Regions from separate parts of the Xenopus tropicalis genome. Here region 2 is linked to region 1. A link is a contact called in public Hi-C data. All regions are on one chromosome and are shown on one strand. The core of a region is the stretch at or near the end of the contact, and the rest is flanking DNA. Distances in the headings are between cores, read along the strand shown. Region 1 holds the start of pcdh18 (protocadherin 18). Region 2 holds the start of pcdh10 (protocadherin 10).

What was found. Hi-C and Micro-C count contacts between places; a contact is called where the count stands out from the background.
Region 2: a contact with region 1 is called in a Hi-C map of gastrula embryo, with 2.4 times the contacts expected there. The contact joins the promoter of pcdh10 here to the promoter of pcdh18 in region 1. A contact is called at or near these places in 2 of 5 Hi-C or Micro-C datasets (brain and gastrula embryo).

The regions. Positions count from the first base shown.
Region 1 is chr1:62,135,966-62,138,665 of UCB_Xtro_10.0, reverse strand. It overlaps pcdh18 (protocadherin 18), which reads right to left and starts at 1,363. Exons shown (of 4, transcript NM_001011150.2): 1 at 1-1,363. The coding sequence starts at 919.
Region 2 is chr1:63,099,666-63,102,365 of UCB_Xtro_10.0, reverse strand. It overlaps pcdh10 (protocadherin 10), which reads left to right and starts at 1,439. Exons shown (of 4, transcript NM_001079015.1): 1 at 1,439-2,700. The coding sequence starts at 1,948.

The DNA.
Region 1 (2,700 bases), core at 114-2,613:
CTATCTTGAAAGTTTCTGTGATTTTGGGGGACACGTGGCTGCTGAAAGAATAGACCACCTTCCCATTAGCGCCCTCATCTGGGTCGGTGGCATTGAGGTCTATGAGTAGGGTTCCCAAGGGTGAATTCTCCGGTAACTGAACAACATAGGACTGCTTCTCAAACACTGGGCTATTATCATTGGAGTCGGAAATGCTGATTTTGAGGAGTGAGGAGCCGTACCTTTGGGGCACCCCGTTATCATAGGCTGTCAGCTGGAGCTCATAGCTGGACTGCAGCTCCCTGTCCAACTCCCTGATCACCACCAGCTCGGCGTACTTGGCTCCATCTGTCCTGGTCTTTACCTCAATGCTAAAGTAGGCGTTGGGGGACAGTGAATAGGTAAAAAGGGAATTGTCCCCCACATCGGGGTCAAAGGCGCTGTCCAGGGGGATGCGGGTCCCCACAGCTGCGCTCTCCGAGATCTCAATGGGAATGAGAGCCCTGGAGAACTGGGGTGCGTTGTCGTTAATGTCCAGGACTTGCACCTCGATATGGAAGAGCTGGAGGTGCTGCGTCGGGAGGGTGATCACATCAAACTCTATGGAGCAGTTCGAGTTCTTCTGGCACAGTTGTTCCCGGTCGATCTTGGCCCCAATGCTGATCTCCCCATTATCCTCCCTCACGGTGAGCAGAGGGGAGCTGCCTCTCTGCATGGCTCGGAACCGAACAGAGGAAGGGTTCGGCAACTTGGACAGCACATCAGCCACATCCTCGGAGAGCCTGGCCACCACGGTGCCGATCATCTGCTCCTCGTAGATCCGGTATTTTAAATTCTTGCAGGTTCCGAGCAAACACAGCGACAGAACCAGGGCAAACACCAAGGCAAGGTTCCTGGTACCGCTCCCCCAGCAGCCCATTGACTTGCAGCAGCGATCCATCTCCCCCCTACAGAGAATTAAAGCGCAGCTCCCACAACTTCTCTAGGCAGCCCCAGCACAGCCCGCATTTGATACTGGGGAATGCAGAATAAAATCGTGCCTTTCTCTTTTCTCAATGCTACCGGTCCAATATTCAGCGATGGAGTGAGAAAAGTTTCTCAGTAGGCGGCAAATTGGAGCAGGATACGAGGAGCCAGCGCAGCGCAGTAAATCCCATTAGCTCAGAGCGCACACGGACGAGTCACATTAGGAGTTTATTCACGTTTGTATCCATGGATTGCAGGGGTCTTGCTGAATCCGCAGTCTTTCCTCTCCCCTCTCGCTGCTCTGCAGCAGACTAAACACCCCCGATTGCTGACTCCAGCCTAAAATCTGGACAACTTCACTCAAACTCAGACAAAGCTGGGGGCTCTGCATGTGTTCCAGCGCTGGCAGCCAATCAGCTCTGCTCCAAATCAAAGGACAGTGAAGTCACTCAAGTGCTGGGGGAGACTAGAGACATGGCAGCTCCTCCCACCGCATTCACTTTTTTTCTCTTTTTCTTTTTTTTCAGAACGTGCCATAACAAAGAAGCTACAAATTGCAGAAGAAAAACTTGAAATCGGGACCTTGCCCCCCCTCCCCAGTTATGGTTTGCAGGCATTTCCTCATCACGCCCTCCCCCATATAGAAATAATAAGGAGCAGGCAGTTAGGAATTCATAGCTGATGTGCCCCTGCAGCCTTTCTTCTGTTCCCTGCCTCGGTTATTGCATGTAATGTAACCCCTGCACTGCAGAACTTACTGACAGTGCTCCCATCACCCCACACCTTTGTTCCCCAGTCCTGTACAATCCAAGCTCCGCAGCCCACTGTAACCCACTGTGGAGCATCATATGGGGGGGGGGGGTGCTTCTCCAGTACTCTAAGTGCATTGGGGTTCCCTAACTGCAGCCCCTCAGGCTGTTACTGACTGAAGCTCTAAGGGTGCCGGCGCTTGAATACACCACATCTGGAGGGCAGAAGGCTGGACATCTCCAGCTCTATAGCCACCAAGTGATAAATATAGCTGCCACAACATCCTCTAATAGGAAAAATGAGGTGTGAAATCAATACATTGCAGTAAACAAAACCACACTTATTCCACAGTGAACTATGATTTCATTAAATCCAAAGCAGATTCACTCTTCCATTCCCTCCTCCCTTTCTATGTCCCCCTCTCTGGACATCCTGACTTGGAGCCTGGAGTATGGAGCAGATCTCAAATAATCCAGACTTTGTTTTCACTTATGGTAACCCAACCTCATGTGTGTCAGAGATGCAGTGCCATAGGGTGACCTCTAGCACCTAAGGGATTAAAGTGTCGATTTCTCTTCTCATCATGGGGCATTTCACACTCACAGCCCTGATTTATTGTGCCAGTCCCCAGACCTGTGTAATGCCATAATCCATGAATTATCTGTGGTCAGTGTTTATCATTTATCTGACTGACAGCTTCCTCTGTAGGTGCAAACTCAAAATGATAGCATATCATTCCCCAAGGACATCAGAATTGTGGGGCACGTATGTAGATGCTGGAGGACTGGTAATTGTGTTATTATCGTGCTTCCTTCCCATGCCAAGCAACTGGGAGACCATTGTACCTAGTACTGATGGCTTATATGAAGTGGATATGGGCACCTTGGCATCAGGCAATATCTAAGGGCCCTCTGCATGTTCGGTGTGTCTATAAATAAATGCACTTACGCATCATTCGTTGCTATTCAAACTTATATCAATACAGCATTTTAATAAATGTCCCAG
Region 2 (2,700 bases), core at 190-2,689, 960 kb before region 1:
CGCTCGGCGCCTGGGAGCTGTCCGTGGTGCTGACTCTTTCCCATTAGCAATGGTGCAAGCGGCGGGAGTGATGTCCATCCTCACAAGCTACAGATAGCAATAGCAAGAAATACATGTACATAGGGGCAGCCAGAATAACTGTCAGACTGTCGCAGCTGTGTGAATGGCGGCTATCAATCAGAGTGTGATAGGATACTAGCAATCAGGCAGTCCATGTTGCAGTGCTATGCCTGTCATTTGTGCGATAGAAAGGGTGCTGTGTGTCTGTATCTTGTCCTGTCGCTGGGATTTTGTGGTGCTGGAGCTTCACACATAAATCAGCAGGTTCCAGCTCAGCGCCGGCTCTGTCAGGGCAAGTAACACAGTAAGACATACATTGCTATTGTAACCCAGGCTCCTTCCCTGCTAATCACACAGACACCTCGTCACTGCAGATGTGTTCTTGACGCACACAGACGCCGATGTGACGGCGATTTTTTTTTATAATAAAGTGTGTGCAGTAATCAAGGTATCGGTCAAGGGCAAGGGAAAAGGGATTCACTTTGTCCATGGACAGTAGGGGAACCGCCGAGCTGCCATTGATTGACTGGTGCCTACAGCCGGTACAGTAGTCCTACTGAGTCGGGCACCGTGCCATTTATGTGGGTGCAACGAGACTGAAATCTTAGCGCCACTTCATTGATGCCGTTTCTATGGCATTGTTACATTGGGCAACATGTATCCCCCTAAATGTATGTGGGTGTATATGTGTGTGTGTTGGGGTGAACAGGCAGAACTATGGCTTGCCAGCTGTGGCATCACTGTGACCCCCACGTATACTATCACTGCAAAGTGTTAGTATAGACTTTGTTCTGCGTGACACAAATCTTTCCCATAATAATGTGCTATGATTAGAGGTGTTTGGAGCACTGCCATTCTATCCTATATTAAACCCCATAATACTGGGCTGCACTTGGCATTTAGCTTCAGAACCTGAAATGCGTTTATTGCCTTTTACCTACACAGGTAATAAAGCAACGTTTCGGCTTTTAGCACTAGCGTTTTCCTTGCCCCAACCGCTCCCCATAGCCGCTTGTACTTTCCCTTCACTGACTTCCCCAGCTCCGAGTTTCCCACTAGCAGCTGATACAAGGAGGGAACTTTCCCCTGTGTGATCTCCCAGAATAAGGGAGGGGCCGCACACAATCTCAGTCTGGCAGAGGTTGCTGATGTCAGGCCCTGGAGGCAAAACCGCGGCCGGAGGATTAGAGATAGGGAGCCGCTTGCTCTCTCCTCACACAGCTCCCTCTGCCCCCTCCTCTACATGACAGGCCCAGTGACGTAGGCCGCTGCCCCGCCCCCGACGTGTCACTCGCATTCCATTGGTTGGCAGAAGATGGGCGCTGCGCAAAAACAGCCAGGCTGGGAGCAAGCGGCTCAGACACTGCCAGCAGAGATCCCAGGAGCTGGGGAAGACGAGGAACTGCACTCAGAATAGAAATACAGATAAACCATGAAAGTGAAAATCGTTACGGGAAGCAGCATGGAGTGTGTGTGCAGCATGGGAAAGCGCAGGCAATAAAGTGAATGAAAAGTAACCGGTGCCTTTTTCCTGTTCCTGTGCAAGTGAATCTATCATTGATACTTATCAATAATTGAAATCTGAGCATCTCCAGCGGAGACACCATGTGCAGTGGATGTAACAGGCTATGGGCAATGGAAGGGGTCACACCAGTGCCGGAGAAATAAAACTCTCTGCTTTTGGATGTATCTGAGAGGGATTTGTACTGAATCTTGTGGTGACTGCAAGGAATCCTGATGAGGGGACGCCTGGCTGCATTTCATTTACACTGAGCCAGTAGCACTGTGTGCAAAGGATAAAAAAAGTGCACTTTTAACCCATCAGCTTATCTTTTTCCTTCCATATTCTTTTCTACCTGGCTGGTTTACACTGCTACTGTGTAGGAGATGCTGTGGTTCTTATTGCTACTGTGCGCTGCGGAGGGGCTTCTCGCCCAGCTTGCCTACAAGGTGCAGGAGGAAAGGGACCATGGTACTTTCGTGGGGAATATCGCTGAGGATTTGGGCTTGGACATTACAAAACTTTCCAATCGCAGGTTCCAGACTGCGCCCAACTCAAGGACTCCTTACCTGGAGCTGAACCTGGAGAACGGGGTGCTGTACGTTAACGAGAAAATAGACAGGGAGCAGATCTGCAAGCAGAACCCATCGTGCATGTTGCACTTGGAGGTCTTCCTGGAGAACCCCCTTGAGTTCTTCCGAGTGGAGATCGAGGTGCTTGACATCAACGACAACCCTCCGGTTTTCCCCCAATCTGACATCCAGGTGGAGATTTCCGAGAGCGCCACCCCAGGGACCCGCTTCCCCCTGGAGAGCGCCTACGACCTAGACGTGGGGAATAATTCCCTGCGCACCTACGAAATCACCACCAACAGTTACTTCAACCTGGATGTACAGACCCAAGGGGACGGCAACAAGTTCGCGGAGCTGGTACTGAAGAAGCAGCTGGACAGAGAGCAGCAAGCCCTGCACAGGTACGTCCTCACCGCCATTGATGGGGGCACCCCCCAAAGGACAGGGACCGCTCTGCTCACCATCAAAGTGCTGGACTCCAATGACAACGTACCGGTGTTCGAGCAGCAGATCTACACCGTGTCTCTGCCAGAGAACTCGCCCCCAGGTACCATGGTTATACAGCTC